Regions from separate parts of the Mus musculus genome. Here all the other regions are linked to region 1. Evidence: chromatin contacts called from public HiChIP or PLAC-seq, Micro-C and promoter capture Hi-C data. All regions are on one chromosome and are shown on one strand. Each heading gives the region's core, a stretch centred on a gene start, on an enhancer-like site or on the middle of the called end of the contact. The rest is flanking DNA. Distances are from core to core; before and after follow the strand shown.

What was found. Hi-C and Micro-C count contacts between places; a contact is called where the count stands out from the background. HiChIP or PLAC-seq counts read pairs in DNA pulled down with a chosen protein or histone mark. Capture Hi-C pulls out chosen DNA fragments and counts their contacts.
Region 2: a contact with region 1 is called in a Micro-C map of embryonic stem cells, with 2.6 times the contacts expected there. The contact joins the promoter of Shc4 here to the promoter of Dtwd1 in region 1. A contact is called at or near these places in 1 of 39 promoter capture datasets (cranial neural crest) and 2 of 484 Hi-C or Micro-C datasets (LSK cells and embryonic stem cells).
Region 3: a promoter capture Hi-C map of pancreatic islet shows a contact between it and region 1. The contact joins the promoter of Slc27a2 here to the promoter of Dtwd1 in region 1. A contact is called at or near these places in 2 of 39 promoter capture datasets (liver and neural stem cells), 1 of 115 datasets of contacts at active chromatin or transcription factors (bone marrow-derived macrophages) and 1 of 9 other capture datasets (pancreatic islet).
Region 4: a contact with region 1 is called in a Micro-C map of embryonic stem cells, with 2.9 times the contacts expected there. The contact joins the enhancer-like site here to the promoter of Dtwd1 in region 1. A contact is called at or near these places in 9 of 39 promoter capture datasets (the 3T3-L1 cell line, 3T3-L1-derived adipocytes, the HPC-7 cell line and 4 more), 11 of 484 Hi-C or Micro-C datasets (LSK cells, cerebral cortex, embryonic stem cells and 2 more), 7 of 115 datasets of contacts at active chromatin or transcription factors (the NIH/3T3 cell line, acute myeloid leukemia, bone marrow-derived macrophages and 3 more) and 1 of 9 other capture datasets (embryonic stem cells).
Region 5: a contact with region 1 is called in an H3K27ac HiChIP or PLAC-seq map of the NIH/3T3 cell line, with 4 times the contacts expected there. The contact joins the enhancer-like site here to the promoter of Dtwd1 in region 1. A contact is called at or near these places in 12 of 39 promoter capture datasets (the 3T3-L1 cell line, 3T3-L1-derived adipocytes, the HPC-7 cell line and 5 more), 14 of 484 Hi-C or Micro-C datasets (3T3-L1-derived adipocytes, the F1.1 cell line, adipose-derived mesenchymal stem cells and 6 more) and 4 of 115 datasets of contacts at active chromatin or transcription factors (the NIH/3T3 cell line, embryonic stem cells, fibro-adipogenic progenitors and 1 more).

The regions. Positions count from the first base shown.
Region 1 is chr2:126,150,515-126,154,239 of GRCm38.p6, forward strand. Dtwd1 (DTW domain containing 1) reads left to right here and starts at 1,627. Exons shown (of 5, transcript NM_026981.2): 1 at 1,627-1,700. It overlaps Fam227b (family with sequence similarity 227, member B), which reads right to left and starts at 1,490. Exons shown (of 17, transcript NM_029455.3): 1 at 1,397-1,490.
Region 2 is chr2:125,722,135-125,725,859 of GRCm38.p6, forward strand. It overlaps Shc4 (SHC (Src homology 2 domain containing) family, member 4), which reads right to left and starts at 2,014. Exons shown (of 12, transcript NM_199022.2): 1 at 659-2,014. The coding sequence starts at 1,243.
Region 3 is chr2:126,551,463-126,555,187 of GRCm38.p6, forward strand. It overlaps Slc27a2 (solute carrier family 27 (fatty acid transporter), member 2), which reads left to right and starts at 1,562. Exons shown (of 10, transcript NM_011978.2): 1 at 1,562-2,170. The coding sequence starts at 1,693.
Region 4 is chr2:126,521,644-126,525,368 of GRCm38.p6, forward strand. It overlaps Gm26697 (a long non-coding RNA gene), which reads right to left. Exons shown (of 4, transcript XR_866700.3): 4 at 1-451. Among named protein-coding and RNA genes, the nearest start is that of Gm26697, 22 kb to the right of the region's middle. Within about 2 kb of position 1,643, at least 13 of the 459 cell types and tissues checked have an H3K27ac peak or open chromatin away from gene starts, as enhancers often do. A contact at or near this core is called in embryonic stem cells and liver, where this site is marked.
Region 5 is chr2:126,427,620-126,431,344 of GRCm38.p6, forward strand. All of the region lies in intron 7 of Atp8b4 (ATPase, class I, type 8B, member 4), which reads right to left. Among named protein-coding and RNA genes, the nearest start is that of Atp8b4, 62 kb to the right of the region's middle. Within about 2 kb of position 1,847, at least 18 of the 459 cell types and tissues checked have an H3K27ac peak or open chromatin away from gene starts, as enhancers often do. A contact at or near this core is called in the NIH/3T3 cell line, where this site is marked.

The DNA.
Region 1 (3,725 bases), core at 377-2,876:
ACCACTCATCAGGATTTGGCTTCATGGACTCCCCCAGCCTCTTTTGAGGTTCCTAAAATTTGTCATAATGTTTCCTGTACTACCCATACTTAACATGTAAGCACTTCCAGGGCAAGGTGTAAAGATGACAATAACAAAGCCAAAAATTGAAAGGGCTAACAATTAAAAGTCAAATATCCCATTTTCTGATGTTCAGGCCCTCACTGTTTGATGCCTAACTGTGATGTTGTGCACAAATAACTAAAGCTTAATTCCTAAGGCAGGTAGACATGTCAATGTGGGTCTCAAAGTAGACTCTCAACTGTTTTAGCATTCAACATATATGAATACCATTCTGGTGGCTCTCACATTGCGTCTCAAAAGGTTAGTAACTTCTTTTTCTGTTTTGATAAGTGAAGGTATAGTGGACTGGCTGACATTTAGAATGACTTTTGTTCTGCATGCCTCTCTTTATTAAAACATTTTTGCTTAAAGTCTAAATTCAAATATCCATGGTCTAATTTCTACCTCACTCTCACTAGTTCTGAAATTCCTTTTCTGTATCCAAATCAGGAATACCAGTTTGGCTCGAGTTGAGGTCTCCAAAACATTAAGGGACCTATTCAGTCTGCTAAGAGTGACAGAAGGGATTCTCCTCTCCTCCTCTCCTCTCCCCTCCCCTCCCCTCCCCTCTCCTCTCCTCTCCCCTCCCCTCTCCTCCTCTCTCTTCCCTTCCCTTCCCCTTCTTCCTTCCCCTTCCCTTCCCTTCTCTTCTCTTCCTCTCCTCTTCTCTCTCTCTCTCTCCTCCTCCTCCTCCTCCTCCTCCTCCTCCTTCTTCTTCTTCTTCCTCTCTGTGTCTCTCTGTCTGTCTGTCTCTGTCTCTCCTATTCAAGTAGAAGCTACCACTCATGACCAGGCTGGAAATGGGCCTTTCTCCTACTTACAGGTGTGATCCTGGGAATTCATGTTAACCATTGTCTATTTTTCTGTTAAAACTTTTATATAAATTCTGGTGTGGTAAATATCAGTGTCCTGGCTTGTCATTCGTGATTACACACAAGGCTGTTCTTTTTCTCCCATTGGTTAATTTCATAATTCTCCACTCATTAAACAAATTGCTTGATATATGACAGTTTTGTTTCTAATTTAACAACTATTGTTTAGGTTTCTTTGAGGTGGAGCATAGAAAAATAATTTAATCACTTATCCACATATATTAGACTTTAAAAAAAAATAAAAGAAAAATACAGTAGGTGTCAACTCTGCGTGTTGTAAGCAAAGCACAAAATGCATAAACGGTTTTCCTAAGAAGTCTATCAAGCTTGAACTACCAACCACCTAAAGCTACAAGTCTGAGATCTCGTAAATATAGTATTTGGGGAGGTAAAGCGGTGTTACTAGCTCCTCACTAACTCACAGAAACTACTTTCGAAAAGGCTGTTCCGGAACACGTCCCCAGTTGCGCTGGGGGCCCACAACGGGCGGCACAGCAGGAAGCTGACGGTTCCTTTGGAACAGGTCACCCGGGAAGCGAAGGCGGGACTTCCGAACCAGTTCCTCCTGCTCGCCCACGGGATTCTCCCTCTGAGCATGCGCCGTGGTCAGCTTCCCCGTGGCCCTGGCAACCGCCAGGCCCCGCCCTCCGGTGTTCTGCGGAAAGCGCTCCGGGGGGGAGCGCGTGGAGCGGAGGCGGTACGGACCGAGAGTTGAGCGTGGTGCAGGTCGGCATCCCCTCGGGTCGGGTGGCTCGGGCCGGACGCCGGCCAGGCCCAGCGGAGGTCTCACTGCGGGCTAGTGCTGCGTGTGGCGTGCCCGTGGGGGCAAGACTTGAGTGGTCTGGGGCCTAAATGAAGCCTTATTAGGCTTCCCGAGTCGGCGTTGCTCACTCCTGGCAAGGCCAGCTCCCTGTGAGCACCGATCTGTAATTCAGGCTTTGGCGTGGTTTCGGCATGGTCGCGGGAAAAGGAAACCAGATGTGTGCTGTTACCGTCAGCCGATAAGCAGACGCGTTTCTTGTGTGTCTATTTCTTGGGAATGTGAGACAAGTATAGTAACACTTTGCGTTGCTAGTTCCACGAGGTTGGGTAAGGATGAAGAGCCCAAGATTGCAGCATTTCAGGGCTGTTTATGATTGAACTCCAAATGCAAAAATTTCCAAGACATTTCGCCTGTCATATAATGTGTTCTGTGGGAAGGGAGTCAAGTTCTGTGTTTAAAAAATGGCGGTGGTATCTTGGATGTTTAAAAAAAAGGGGGGGGGGGGCGAGAGGGATATTGTACCTCATCAAATTATACGATCAGTTCTTAGTACTTCACAAGCAAATATTGAAAACAGTCTTATCTGGTCCTGAATTTGTCCACAATTCAAAATAGGAGAAATTTAAAGAATATTCCCTTGGGAGGCAAATCAGCTTAGTGTGTTGGAAAAAGTAGCCTTGTTCCGCCGATCTGTGTAGTGCCCCAAAGTTGAGTAGAAAGATAAGTCCTGGATGCCTTCTACAGAGTGGTTTCAATTTAGTTGATAAGTATTTGAATCTATCTAAAAAAAATCAAGAATAGGTAAATCGGAAAGAGTTGTACTTTTGCCTCATTGAAAAGTGCCTCCAAATGAATATGTTTGTCCATATCAAATATGTGGACCCAGGGATAAGTAGTCAGAAGTGTAAAAGATTGTCTTTGTGTGAGTTTATAACTGAGTTAGAATCTGACTTTGAGCCTAAAAATAGATGTTATGTGCAAAGCAGACAGGATGAAACTGCATAAGTATCATTATTTTTAGAGAAATTGAGTGGAAAAAAAAGTTTTTCAGCCCAATTTGCAGAGTAGACCATCAGGATGCTAGTTATTTGCCCTAGGAACCGCCCTTGTTTTCTAATTCTTTACAACTCTCCCCCACCCAACTCCAGCTGCATCGCCCTGCACGTATTTGATGTTAAGTATAGGTATACTTACATGCATCTATGTCCTTGTTGTCATTGATTGTTATTATATACTACTGGAGACAATGTCAGAATCCACAGGCTGACAATTCAGTCACAAAATTGTCCCAGCCTCTTCCAAGTCACACACTGAACCATCAGAATTCCCTTCCAACTAGCTACAAGCTGAGAGTCCTTCATCCCCTCTTCAAATGCATTTGATTTGCTTGTGTGGCCCACAGATCTCAGGGGACACTATGCTTGCATTTGATGGTTATTATAAAGGCGATTTTAACAGATTTAAACATACAGGCAGGTGGAGTAGGTAAGGGACTAGAGCACAGGTGCTTCCTCCCTGTGCAGCCGAGGTGGGCTTCCTTACAGTGAGCGGATGCCCTTGCATCATCAACTGTCCAGAAGCTACCGGAAGTCCTGATGGGGTTTTAGAGAGGGTTTTATAGGCTTACTTGCTAACCGAGTGAAAGGAAATCCTCAGGGCCTGTCAGGTTCTTTGGCTTTCCTCCCTCCAAGGGAGGAAATAAGGCAGAATCCGGTATTCATCTACTGTTATACTGGGACAATTTAAGTTGAACTTTCTATTACCCCTCCTCAGAAAGGAGTTTTAAGTCAGAAATCCAGGGAAAAAAGAAAAGTGTGTGTGTGTGTGTGTGTGTATTCACAATACCCAACTGATTTTACTCATACCATTATAGACTTTTATGTTTTATTTAGATTTATCATGAGTGTTGGTGTCATAGGATGCCAATTCAATTTATATAGTTGAACGTATTTCTGTACAATAGTAACAGAAAGTCTTGTATTATTAAT
Region 2 (3,725 bases), core at 764-3,263, 430 kb before region 1:
GGATCTTGCTCACCAGTGTTTATAGCCTCTCTGTTTGGCCCTTGAAGAGCTTTGATGACCTCCCTTTCTTCCCTGTTCTAATTTGTTCAGTCCCTGGGGACTGTGCTAGCCGTCACCTCCACCTCTCCGTGCCCTCTCCAGGACAAACCCCAAGCTTCCCCGAAGACCCCACAGTGACTTTGATCTACTCTTGCGCCTGTCCTGAATCAACCTTTCTACCATAGATACACCTTCTCATAAATCTCAGAACCCAGCTACACCCGGCTCCCCTGTCCCAGAGTCCCTGAGTACTCTCACAGATGCATCAATTGCTGAACATTGAAATGTCGATTCCAAAATAAATAAATAAATAAATAAAACCACGTCAAATCCCTTTTATACCACGTCTCAGTTGCCATCTTATCTGTCTCTATGAGAAGCTATGTCTGAGCCAACAGCTGCCTATGGGTTAGCAATGGCTCACACCCTTGGAGCAAAGTGGATCTGACTCTGGCATGTGTCAGATCCCTGTAGGAAATCTCTAAGGCCAACTCTCCCTTCGGTTGATCCAGCGGTATGTCTTGTAATCTAGAGCCCAGCCAGGTTAAATCGAAGTCCCCGCAGAGAGCACAGCTGCCCTTCCTGTGAGTGCTCAGGGAGTAGGCCTTAAGGGACTTACCCGCACACAGTAGTTCAGACCGTTCCCCAACAGGTGCTGCAGAGGGGGCCCGTCCTGCTTGCTCCTGGGGCTTGGTTCTCCAGGGCCAGGCAGTGGGCAAGTATCAGGACGCAAAGAGGTGGGCCTGCGTCCCACCTGGTCCGGATCCGGTGCAGGTGCAGGTCCAGTCCTGTTTAGATTGGATTCTGGGGACGCTGGACGGCTTGGAGTCTGATCCTGGTTCTCTTGGAGCTTCAACCGGCTCACCTGTTTCGTACCCAAGCAGAAGGTTTTCAGACCCAGAAAAGTGATGGGGTTGGCCAGCTTCATGCTTGCCATACGGGGAATCAAGGTGCACAGCGCCGTGGGGCTCTCCTGGCTGGACACAGTGGCATCCTCAGTCGGCAGGTGAGGGGCCAGGGCTGGGTAGGGAGGCGGCGACGAGCCCTTGTTTCCAACGGAGCCTCCGGGGCTCCCTTCGTCCAAAGACGTGATGGACTCGTTCCGAAAGCGGCTGTACTTGGTCCTGTGAAGCATCCCCAGGTGCCCAAAGAGTCCTACATACAGCGTGAGTCCTGCCTGGCTGTCCTGGCTGCGTTCTCGCATAGCCTTAGCAGTGCTGAGACTGGGCACCGCAGCCTAAAGTGCCTCGCAGTCCGGTAGACCCACGCCACAGTCACCTCTCCTGCTCTGGCGGTCACCAGCCCGGGTCCGAGACTGCTCAAGGATGACAGTCCCGGAGGACGCCTCCCCAGCTCTGATTGCAGGCCGGCCCTTCCAGGCCCTGGCAGAGGCCCCCGGAGCGCGGGGGGTGGGGTGGGGTGGGAGCGGGGGTGTCTTCGCCCCGGAGTCCCGTCCCCCAGGCTGGGGCAGCGGGTGCCACCACGCCTCTAGTCTTAGCAGAAATATTTACCCCCTTTTCCTCTGCGCACAGGAACTTTCAAACCTGCTCCCCTCCAGCTCCCACGGGGCGGGGCAGGGACTAGCCCATTAACCCTTTATTTGTTCCCGTGACTGTTCATTTCAAAGGGAAAAATAAAAAAGCGCATAAGAGTCAAAGGCCCTTCTGTATGGGCTGGGGTTATGACGGCTGCCCTCTCTCGGAGGATCTTGGTTCTGGGCCACCAGCCAGGAGTCCTAGCGACGGGCGCTGGTCTGCATTGTTCCTCCAGCTTGAGGTCCGGGCATCCTCTGTGTGGCTCGGGTCCGATCCCGGCCGGCCCACCCCTTCTCAGGGCGCCCTTCCCTCCTGTACTCTCCTGCAGGCTTTTTTCAGGAGGAGCCTGTGCACAGCAAAAGGCTGAGTTGAGCAGACGATACCCAGGCTGTTGAAATTTTTATGAATGAACTTTGCCGAATGAATTTCCCTCGTTGTGTGAGAGCTAATAAATCTGTGAATGGAGCCGAGAATAGCTGTAATTGACTGACCCGTTTGGGGCGGCGCGGGGGTGGGGGTGTGGGGGGTGCGATTTGGTTTTCATCCAATCAGGCTGCAGCTTCATGAGTCATGCACCGTGAATATACTAACTAGTAGCCGGGAGAAACGAAGCCGGGCAGAGAAAAGGGAGGGTAATATCTGATGAATGGGTTAAAAGTAAAGGCAATCTTTGCTCCTGGATCGTCAGTATGCTGGGAATCAGAAGGTTAAAAATCGATTTCCTTTCTTGTTAAGATGGGGAGGGGCGAGAAAGGAGCTAGAAATTAGATATATTGTTCCATGGACATTAGGGCATATGTTACACAAACAACTCTTGTTCAAAGCCTAGATTCGTTTTTCTTAGAAACGTTTTTTTTTTTTTTAATTGATTGCCGCCCCATCTTCTGTCTGATACAATTTCCTGAGCCCATCAAAGGCCCCGGGAAGACAACCGTAAAGGCTGAGCCCACAGGAAGCCTGAGCCCCAGCTGGGCAGAGGAAATGCAGGTTCATTCAGGAGCTGAGAAGAGCGGACTGCTGAGACCTTGGGGTGGGGGTGGGGTGAGAGTCTCCGGGAGGAAGCAGCTGAGGTTGCGTTTCTCTGTGAGCCTTGGCTCCAGTACCTGAGACTATTCATGATTTCGAATACTAAGGCAGCAGCCAAGAGAATCTGGGAAGAAGGCCACCTCACCTTCTCATTGACCACGGGCTCTCGAGTGCTCAGGACTTAGCCTGAACTCCAGGGCCATCCAAACACAGGTTTGAATGAAACCAGTGCAGGTGACTAGGAGACAAAGGCGCCTCGCCGCCGCCAAGCTTTTGTGCTTAGGCTCAGAACGGCTTGTTAGTATCCTGCCTGACAACTTTGTGAGCTTTTTCTATCCACTGGGAAGGCCTTTTGTGGCGTCCTATACCTTCCTTTCTGACTTTCTTTTTGCACCTCCACATTTGGCAAACACGAAAGGAATGGCTAAATCAGAACTCATATACCCGGAACCTAGGGAGACAGGATCAGGGGAGTGGAAGGTGGGAGGAGGAGGGAGTAAGACTGAAAAAATCCGCTAGTACCTCTACTGCTACGCATGCTTCTCTTTCATCTCTGCCTTCTCCTCTGGGTCCCACCTTACCGTATGCCATGCCACAGTAACATCCCACTACCTTGAGAGAAGTTCCTGTGAGTGGTAATGGCCTTGTCTGTGAGTGGCAGCTAATGAATGACGTGTGGGAGCATATGAAATAGCTACAGTCCCTGTAAAACATCCCCACAATGCTCCGGGAGAGTACCTGCATCTCCGAAGCATCCTGGGCAGCATTTTTTAAAAGGTTGCTGGAGAGATGGCTCAGTAGTTAAAAACGTGTACTGCTCTTGCAGAGGACCTGAAAGGGTTTGTGTCAGGTAGCTCACAGTACCTCTGGCTCCTGAGGATCTGATCTCCTCTTCTGGACTCCATGGCCACCTGCAAACACACACACACACACACACACACACACACACACACACACACACACACACACACTTAAAAACGGCACACACCTATACTTTTAAAATAATAAGATAAATCGTTAAAATAAATAAGCAAATTAAAGGCCAATGGAACCAGGGTGTCTCCATTGAAGTAGTGTTCCCAACTGCTAGAGTATACTATGTCATCTTAGGCAACCAAAAAGGAA
Region 3 (3,725 bases), core at 312-2,811, 400 kb after region 1:
CCCCTCCGGGAACTGATGTAACCATTCGCTGGATGAAAACTAGACCAACAGTAGAAAGACAGTCTTGACACAGGAAAGGGCTGCTTGACGTGGTCCCGAGAATCTAAAAGAGGTCAGAAGGCTATGAGAGACATTTTTTAGTAGTGGAAATAAAAAGAAAATATGGACAGACACCCAGAAAATAAGAGGACAAAATGACACTGTGACTCACAGTGCTGAGAGAGTGGTTAATGACCTGGGACCAAACTGGTTCCTCTTTCATATCTCACATATTACTAGATATTCTTTAAGCATAATATTTTTATTAATTCTTTGAGAACTTCACACATACATACAATGTATTTGATCATATTTACCCCTAAATATTTCCAGATCCGATCTCTCTTCCAGACCCTATCACCTCTCCTTGATGCCCTCTTCCTTTTTCCAATAGATCTCAATTCAATTTGTACAGTATATACACTTATCTGTGTGTGTGTGTGTGTGTGTGTGTGTGTGTGTGTGTGTACAGTTGGGCCGTAGGGCCATCCACTAGAGCAAGGTCGACCTTCTAGGGACCACATCGCTAAAGAAAACTGACTCTCCTTCCCTCCTTAGCCCCTTCCAGGGTTTACACAGGAAACCACAGCTGCAGTGGACATGACAAAGAATCACCTAAACTTCCCTTTCTCCTCAGTGAACAAGCATGAAAGGATCATCTGAGAAGACCTCTGACGGTTCAAGACAAGTTATCTTACAACAATAATATGAATGAGCATGAGACAGAAGACTGTGACAACGAAGCACATCTTTACTTTACTTGGTAGCAAGCATGCTAACCTTGTACAGTACCACTACCTAGGGGCATTAATACATAGATCAAACTTCTTGAAGAAATGACTTTTGAGATATGCCATTATTTACTTTGTTTGCTTTGTGTGTTTTGGTAAATGTCGAACTGAGTCCACAATACCGTCGATGTTGGAAAGTGGCTCGCGTAACAGAACAAAATCTCAAAACAAATTAACAGGACCCCATTGCTCGAGTTCCGGAGTTCCCGAAACAGGCGAAGCTCACAAGAGGGGCTGGCAGGTGCAGCTGAATGCGACCACCTCTGGCGCTTTTGTTCAACCTTGAAACCTTCCCCACAGGAGACTGCCTGAGCAGAGAAGCAAACGTTAGAAACAAAGAGAGATCTAGCGGAAAGCCTCTGGGACCAAGGAGTGGAGGTGGGACTCTGAGTTGGCTGTGGCACCTGGTGCCCGCTATTAATAATAAGGCTGCGGTGCGTTTATAAGGTACTTGATTAAGCAAAGGCACTGCGCTGTGTGATAAGAATAACTAACCACAGCACCACGCCTTTGACCTTTTCAACGTGGGCTGTTTGCGCTAAGCGTTGTTTGCGGAGAACTAGATCTCATCTGACCCCAGACACTGAACACAAGTGCTGTGGCATCCTGGGCCACCCAGGCTGACAGGAGCGGCCCCCTGAGCGCACGAGGAGCCCCACGAGGGGGCGGGACCCACGGCCGTCCCGCCCGCACAGCGCGCCACAGGCACCTGCAGCCGAGCCGCCACCCGCAGTCGCAGCGCGTCCGGAGGCCGAGCCCAGTCGCCAGCTCCTGCTCTGCTCCTCTCCCGCCTGCCGCCGCGCTGCACGCCTCGAGCACTCCCTCGGCCCCGGCGGGGACCGGGGACCCCGCAGCTACCGCCATGCTGCCAGTGCTCTACACCGGCCTGGCGGGGCTGCTGCTGCTGCCTCTGCTGCTCACCTGCTGCTGCCCCTACCTCCTCCAAGATGTGCGGTACTTCCTGCGGCTGGCCAACATGGCCCGGCGGGTGCGCAGCTACCGGCAGCGGCGACCCGTGCGTACCATCCTGCGGGCCTTCCTGGAACAAGCGCGCAAGACCCCACACAAGCCCTTCCTGCTGTTCCGAGACGAGACGCTCACCTACGCCCAGGTGGACCGGCGCAGCAACCAAGTGGCGCGGGCGCTGCACGATCAACTGGGCCTACGACAGGGGGATTGCGTAGCCCTCTTCATGGGCAATGAGCCGGCCTACGTGTGGATCTGGCTGGGACTGCTCAAACTGGGCTGTCCCATGGCGTGCCTCAACTACAACATTCGTGCCAAGTCTCTGCTGCACTGCTTTCAATGCTGCGGGGCGAAGGTGCTGCTGGCCTCCCCAGGTGAGCTGCAAAACCGCCGGCCCTAACCCTGGAGGTGGGAGGATAGAGGCACTTGGTTTCGGGGTTGCAGTGTGGTGTGGGGCCGGGAAGCAGGAAAAGAGGTCAATTCCAGGTGTACGACGCTGATTAACAATCCTTATAATTCCTAGATGTAAAGTGGCCTGTCTTTCGAAGCGCTTCAGTCCTCCAATGCGGAGTCCAGATTGCGTATGATACCTAACACGGTGTTGAATACTAAACCACTCATTCTTACCTGTGTTGTTTAGAGATGGCAAGAAGAAGTGTGTATCCATGTTATGTGCGAGGCAGTTCCCACCCACCCTCAATGTTAACCCAGGGGACCGCTGTATATGCACAATGTTGTTTTTAATCTTCACAACTCATATCATGGGATTTCTATGTGCAGCCCAGAAATCCAAAGCTTCACGTGCAGTGTCTAAGGAAGACTTGGGGCTGTCCAAAGGGATCCACTTCTAAATCCATTCCTCCAATCAGAACTTAACACATTTACATTAAAATTCAGAGGGCCTTGGATGAGAACCGCAGTGGATCCAGCCCCTAGCTTTGGTAGACTTACAGTCATGGGAAAGTCGCTTCCCTGTCCCCGTCCTCTCTTTTCCTCAGCTCCCAGCAGTTAGTGTCTGAACAACACCCTTGCTGCTTCTCACAGTCAGTAAGGAGAGACCGGACCAGGAAAAAGTAAAAAGACATTAGTAACCATACAGAAGATGAGAGGATCCAACTCTTTGGGATGCCCATTGGTGCCAAATACTGTAATGGATGGTTTTAATATTCTGATAAATTAAAAATCACTCCTCCGTTATATGATTGAGGAAACATATAGAATTTTCCAGCCTAGCTCCGTCTTCAAAGCCCACGTTTCTTATACAGTGCCATCCTCTACACAGATGTATGCTTTAGAGCTTCAGAGAGTCAAGGGTCTATCTGCTCTGCCCTTCACTTCATAGCTCAGGAAACTGAGACAAACCAAGCAGTTTGCCTAGTGCCCTCAAAAGTCTAAATGCCCATTTACTTCTAAGAAACCAGGAAATGTATAAGCCTGCCCTATGTGACATAAAATACGTAATATGAAAAGCAGAGGCTTTGAAACTAAAGTTTATAAAGTAGAGAGATGGTTTTAAAGGCATCAAATAATGCAAAGGGCCCGGACCTTCGAAGATACTCCCAACAGTCTCTAAGGACTTCTCCCTCGGAACCAGGAGGCTGTCACGGCCTGCTCTGTCGCCAGCTTTCTCAGAACGAAGTTATGAATACAGTGACCTGTGTTCCACCTGAGGAAGCACCTCAACATCTGCTTAGACTCCCCTGTTCCACGGTTCCCCCAGTTCTTGGTGGTACCTTCATAGGGCTTACAGTTTAACCCACAAAGAGACTGAGGTTTAAATGACTAAGGAGTTTGGTTTTGTAAGAAAGTCAGAAATACAACTCCCTATATAGGTTGGGTATCCCTGATCTGAACTGCTCAGACCCAAAAGTGCCCAGATTTCATATATTTTCAGATTTTGGAATATTTGTGTATATACCCAGGTCCAAA
Region 4 (3,725 bases), core at 393-2,892, 370 kb after region 1:
CAGATATGTAAGTACAGTCTGCTGCGGCTGTGTGTGTTGATTGTGAGGGTGTGACTTCGGGGTGGCTATCTCCGGGGGATCGTCTCAGGGAGAAGCTAATTTTCACTCTCTTAGCAATTATTGTCTGTGGGTCTTTGCCTAGGAAATGAACGGCATGAGATTACCGGCTTCCACGTTACCATTTCACCTGATACTGCCCGTTGTTCTGGTCCTGTTTGTGCAGCCATTTCTATGAGAGACAGTCTCATGGCAGACTTCCTGGTAGTCTTCCCACCACCTCTTCCTCTGTGTTTCCTGGGCCAGAGATGCAGGAGCTGTGATGATGCTCTGCCCACGGGCACTCGGGTTCCCGGGAACCATTGTCTCCCTCTTATGTCCAGCTGTGGTGCTCTGTAACGGTCCGCATTGGTGTAAAGAGAAGCTTCTTTGAATAGGATTGGAAGGCGCTTATCTGTGGGCACAAAGATAACATTTAAAACATAGTTAGGAATTATGCTGGTCTAGTAAACTGGTGGTACTAGATTCTCTTCTAAAGTCCGTGACCTCACTAGCCCCAGGAACCTGGCCTAGTTCCAGTACCAGACATGATTTCCTTCCTGTCAAGTCGGCATAAAGTCCTATTAGGCAGCTGTTGGTTGCCACCAACGTGTGAGTGCCCTTATTGCTCCCTTATACCTAGCTTGTCATGCTGGCTATTTTCCAGGCTCCTTCCGCATCATCACGGCGGGGTGGTAGGACTAATTGTTTCCTTCCCTTGGCCGCTCACAAAAGAACTTCTGGTGCTATGCAAGCCAGGTTACAGGAAGGAGGCTTTCAGTTAGATCCAGCTCAAAGCATGCTTGTCCTATGTCCTACGGATGTAACTAACGTCTTCAGCAGTAAAGGCCTACCCTCAGGCCCTGGAGGCATCACTGATAATCTGTATTGTTTTGGGAGTCCTGTGCATATCTTAAAAGAGGGTACGGGGGAGGGGGTTGTTATTCTATGGTTCTTGTGATGAACACTGTCAACCCAAGTAGCATAACTTCATTTAAATATCTATGATTTAGGTGCACATAAAAAAATATGAGTCCTTGGGGCGTTATCAAACAACTACAGCGTAAAGCATGCCGCCTTTTCCTCCTCCTTCTTCTGTAGTGGCCCCCATTGGCACCCCTGTCCCGATTTTCCATATCCCCTTCATATCCCCTATAGTCTGTTGTCCCTCATACTCCCACGCGCTCCCTTTATACTTCCCCAGTCTCTGTGATTATTCTGTGTTGCATTCATGTCTGAGGACTGGGAGCACGGGAGAGTGGGAACATGTGACTTTCTGGGTCAATATAGTCTTTTCTGGGTCTGTCCATTTACCTGAAAGTTTCTGCCACACACACACTCCAGTGAAGTCCGCTTGACAGGCTGAGAAGCCTAAAAGCCACTCAAGAGGCAAAGAGTTTCACAGAAACTCACCTCCTGGAGTTTTGGCATTATCATTTACCCACATACTCATACCCTATTCCCACGTTGTCTGGTGTATGGATCTATGAGCTCTCTTTTAATATTTTATTATAAATGCCTTTTAAGATTAAATTCTGTTATAGTTACGTCTCCCCATTGTTCCAAGGTCCAGAAAGGAAGTTACCTATTCAGTTACTAATTAAGCATTACAAAAGACAGAGCCAGTAGCTCAGAACTGGTCTGCAAAATATTTACCAAGGACAGTAGCAATTGTCACCCAAACAAGGGAATAATAGAGCTAGGGAATCCCACTGAGACAGAGATCTTCTCTACAGCTAGGTATAGTGAGTTTCACATTAAAAGCAAGTTGGCATATTCTTCTGTAGACCCAGGAAATAGGGTGTTGGGGTATTGCAATATTCATGATAAGGTCTGTTAGTGCAGAACCCCTGGTGGTGGGATTAACAATAGACTAGTTTACACCTGGCTTCCTTCTTTTGCGACAGCAGCCTGGTCCCCACCTTCTTTTGATGTATACATTCCTTTAGTATTGCGTCACTGTAAGTTGGTGGATTGTATTTTGCCTGGTTTCTTGTTATTTCTTTGGTATAAAAAGTTTAATGCTCGACCTGACACAATACATTCAGATTCTACACAATCTCAAGTGTTGGTCTGTCTGTCACTCTCTGATGCTTTGCCCACCTGCCCCAGAGGATCCACGCAGGCAAAGAGACCCAGAGGGTCTGCGGCAAGTTTCAAGATTTCCTTTTTCTGTAGAAGGAATAGTATACCATTGTGTATGTTACCACATTTTCACTCCCATCCATGACGACAGGCATGCAGATTGTTCCCATCCTCCAGCTAGTGTGCACAGAGCAGCAGTGAACATGGCTAAGCAAGTGTCTGTGGACTAGCATGCTGAATCCTTTGGGCATATACTGGTCATACAGTAGATTTGCATAGCAGAATTTTCCCCCAATTAATTTAAATATACAACAAGAAGCCTGTGATTGGGCAGTGGAAAAAGAAGGCAGGTAAGGATTTTTAGCAACAGAAAGGGGACAGGTATGAAAAGGAAGGAAGATGGAGGGAGAGGAAGACAATCCAGATTCCGCGTAGCTTTAAACAGCCACAGGTAGCTATGAGTATCATAAAAGGGTAGAATAATTGGGATAACTTGTCTAATCTAGGGGGGCAGCTTGTATCATTATCAATTGTCTCTGAAATTATTGTGTGGGCATCTTGTGGATTGAGAATTTATTGATATATATAAAGCTGACTGATTAATTATGAGGACATAGAGTTTTGATTTACTGGGTTAAGGGGACTTGTGACAACTAGCTGCAGGGGGTGGATGGCTGAGAAGGTACAAGCAGTTCTGAGGTAAGTGAACTGAACCAGAACTGGAGCTGGGAAGACCAGACTGCCCCATGGGGCTAGCCTAGAGGCAGAGAGACCGCAGGCAGAGAGTAGCTGGGTATAGCTCAAGATGGGCCGTTTGGTTGTTTGGTTGTTTTTTTTTTTAAGTATTTCCCACAACAGATTTGTTTTTCATTTTTTTTAGGATTCTCCATACTGACTTTCAGAGTGTTTGTGTTTGTGTTTGTGTTTGCACAACAGTGAATGCCAGGTCCTCTTCCCCTCACCTGGGCAGCATTTCCTGTCAGTTGTGCTATCTGGGGTGAGATAAAATCTCAAAGTTGTTTGAGTTTGAAATTCCCTAATTGCTAAAGGTGTTCAACATTTTTTGAGGTCCTTCTTAGTGATCTTTATATTTTCTTTGGAAAAACTCTGTTTAGATCCCTAGCCTATTTTTCCCTATAGCAACTTATAATTTTAATTGTTTCCCTTTTTAGAGATTATAGTATAACTACATTACTTCCCCCTTTCCCTTCCCGCCTCTAGCTCCGCCCCCATACATCCCTCTTGCTCTCATTCAAATCCATGGCCTCTTTTATCATTCATTGTTGCTACACATTGTTGCATATGTGTATATACATGTAATATACATGTATACTCCTAAATACCTAACTACACCCTGCTCAGTCTGTATAATGCTACTAGTATGTATGTTTTCCTTTGATTGAATAACAATTGGTGTGCTCTTCCCTGTGGAAGACCGCTTTTCCCATTCTCAGCATTCTATGGCAAGTCTGTAGTCCTTGGCATAGTATCGAGGCCTCTGGTCTTCCCAGCAAACCACATTAGCATGTCTATTGCTGTTGTCCTTGTTCAGCTCAGGTTAGGACCGTCATATTGGTGAGAAGTCACAAGTGTAGTTTCTAACA
Region 5 (3,725 bases), core at 597-3,096, 280 kb after region 1:
TGGGTTGCCAGTTTCGAAAGTCATATATGAATTCTATTTTTCTGGATTTAATAATTTCTTATGAAAAACAGAGATCATTTTCCAATAAATGAGCGAATTAACCCTCCTTGTGTGCTGGTGTCTGAGCCGCTTAAAGCAGGAAAGGAGTCAAGAGGGTGAGAACGCGCGGATAAAACAGAAGGAAAACCAAAGAAAAGAAGAAATGAAAGTAAACAAGAGCAACATGGACGCAAGGCGAAGAGATGAGGAAGCGATGGAAGAGTAAAACACGAGAGAAAGCGGGGCCCACACAGCAATGGGAAAGAGTAAAACACGAGAGAGACAAGAGAAAGTGGGGCCCACTCAAAGAGCGCAGAGGGTGCTCTGGAAAATGACGCTTTAGAAAAGACTTCAACCCAGTTTTGGTTGTGAGCCTAGGCTTTAATGACTGAGCCATCTCCTAGACAGGAAGCCACCAAAATGAACTCTTGCAAGTGGATGGTGACATTGAAGCATAACTCTCCACAGCTGACGGCTGGCGTGAGTGCGGCCGGGAAGGGCTCAGTCCTATTTGAGAGGCAGGTGTCACAGTTTGACCATGCTCCAGTGAGTTCACAGATAACGCAAATTGGGCTTAAGGGGGTTCTATTCATTTTTATTTTTACTTTTTTTATTTTACCTCCCTGAAGGGAGATCATAAGGGTGGAAGGACTGAGAAATGAGTTTGATCAGTGTGCGTGATGTGAAATTTCCAGGGAATCAATAGAAATGTTATATTGGGAAAACAAAACAAAACAAAAAAAGAGCAGTGGTGACCAGTGCTATAAAACCAAGTTTTGAAGGTAATATGTCCCAGTTAGACTCCAAAAAATACTAAAATAAGATCCAAAATTCTGCTACATTTTACTGAATAAAACATCTAAAGATGTCAAAAGGGGGAGGAAGAAAATACATCACAGTTCACTTTTAGAATTCTGGCTGGTTTTGTTTTTTTCTCAAATTAAAATTCTTATTTAAAAATAAATGTAATTCTGGAGGATTCATCTAAAAAGAACTGACCTAAGTTTCAGCAACTTATGAAACTTTAGCCTAACAAACCTCTACGTGTATCTGAAAGGTTGACAGTCCAAGTCTCTAAAATCTTTTATTTAGAAAGACATTATAATGGCTTTATCTTCAAGTCTTAGATTTTAAGTTCAAAATCAACCCACTCAGTTAATTGTCTGGGTTGTTTAAATTATCAAAAACGGGGGGCGGGGGGGACAATGAGAGTTGTTTAAATGAAGGCTCCATGATAGCTCCCAGAGGAACAAACGCCCCTGCATCCTGGTGACTCTCTCAGCTCTGAAGGAATCACCACAGAAGCCAGTCAAGGCAGAAACTGCTTTGTGAGCCCCTCGGTGTGTTCCATGCAAACCCCCTCAGAGAATATGTCCATCTGGGGCCCACTCTTACACTAACGCTCACCTAATCCTGACCCAAAAAAAAAAAAAGAATCTGTGCTGGGGGGTAGATTCGCCTTGATCTCCGGTCATATGTTCCAGTTTCACCATGTCCTGGCAGACGGCATGCTAGCGGTAAAGGTGAATGCCCTTTGGAGCTACGGCTATCATCTTAAGGATAGAAAGATAACTTTAAACACAAGCTAAAATTCCTTATTGTAATAATGCATAATTAGAACTCTTTATGGTGCATGGATAAAGATGCCTGTTGGTATCTGGTGTAGCTTTTCCTCAGAGCTCTGTGTAGATGGTAATGCAATGTCACTGTTCAATATTGAATCTGGCTGTGTTTAATGCTTCCTCTGCAGTAAACCAGGGGCAGAGCCACCTCAACCTCAGACAAGCGACTAAGGTTCCACTGCCACCTAGTGGCTAAGGTCTCTTAACCAGCACTCACCCAACTTAGACTGGAACACGGGAGTACCTTAACCCTCCTGTCTAACTTTCCCTACTCTGTCTCCCTGGAAACCTACCCTCCTACCTCTTCCTAAACCCTCTCATGTCACCTTTGATATCGCTGACCATTCCTCTCCTCACTCACACCCTCTTCTCTTCCCTACTGCTAACATCTTCCTTGGAGGCTTTTTTTAGTTATCATTAAAGAGTGTGTGTGGGAGAACAAGATTGATGGTGTCCATCCAGCAGAGTAAGTTGTGAAAGGCATCTAGCACACAGTTAGAGTTAGACTTTCTAAGGCACTCTGCAATAATCCTGAAAGGGAACGGGCAAAGAATTATAGCAATAGCCTTGCTAGTCCTTGGTCAAGCTTTTGTCAGAGGTGGTGGGCTAGTAGTGTGAGCAAACTACCGAGAGGCCATAGCAGAGACATACAACAGGGAGAGAAAGTGTGATTGTCCAGATGCCTAGCTGGACCAGGCCAACGCCACCTTCCATTATCCCCTAGTCTTTTCTTTTATCAGTTATTGGTGGAAGGATTCAGCTATGACTCCACATAGGAAGCAGCATGCAGCATGCTCCAACACAAACACCTTTCCCCCAGCCTTCCTGGGCAAGAGAAAAACCCGAGCAGATACCCAGTGGAAGCTTAAAGGCAGTATTCCCATCCGAAGAAACTTGAGAATAATCTACTGGATATCTTTGAGGCCTCAGAGCCAAATACATTGTCTCCAGGGTTCATTGGGTGTAAATGTTCGTTAAGTTAAAGAAGAAAAGAAAACACTGAGGAATAGTATCAATCCACAGCCATGAAATTTCTTAAGAACTTATAAAAAACACTCTCATAACTTAATCAATTCATTGCCTATGCAAATCTGTGAGGGAAAAGGGAAAGGGACTCCCCTATATCCAGCAGAGGCCATCAGAGGTCATGGTGAGTGTCAACAACCCACTTGAAGAGCCTGAGACTAGAGTGTTGGCATCATCCTTGAAAATGCTCCAGGATTAAGTTGTGGGACTAGAAAAATGCCACCGCCCTGATCAAGACTAGTACTCTGCTGTGGTGGCCCCTGGGTTCTAGGATGACATCTGTGAGAAACAGAAATGTTTCTCAGACATGCTTTGCTCGGTATGTCTGTTTTGTCTGCTGCTGTTCAGAACATCCAGGTGTGTGAGTGCTGGGATACCAGAGCCATAACAGAGGGAAAGATGCATTTGTGGGGCGATTGTGAGCATCGCTTTGGGAGCTCCCAGGACTTTCTAGACTGCAGAGCTCTTCGTCTTGGCTGTCATGCACATTATCCTTACTCTCAGAACAACATACCAATTCTAAAAACTAGTGTATCATGGGTCAAAGCTCACAATGAAGTCATAAGTGAAAGGGGGTGTGATTACAGATAACATACTAACTCAAACTTTAAAATTTCAGACCAAGCAAGGGTATGTTGAAAAATCATTCACTAAGCACTGGTTATATCATTTTGTTTTGCTTGGCTTTTGTGATCAAATTTTTCAATTAAAAAAATGATTGAAAATAAAACAAGAGTCTAAGAACAGTGCCTAGGAATTCTGGCATTGCAACCATGAGGACCTGAGTTCAGATCTCTAGCAGCCATGAATCCAGGTCGGACCAAGTACCCTGTAGTCCCAATGCTGCAGACCACTGAGACGTGCACACCAGCAGCCTCGCTGAACGACGGCAGGCTCGGGTCCAGTGAAAGACCGTGTCTCAAGGGAAGAAAGAGAAGAATAGAAGAGGACACTTGGTGTCTCCTCCGTGTCTCCAGCGCATCCACCAGCATAGCCAAGCACACCTGCATTCATATGTGTGCACACACACATGCATAC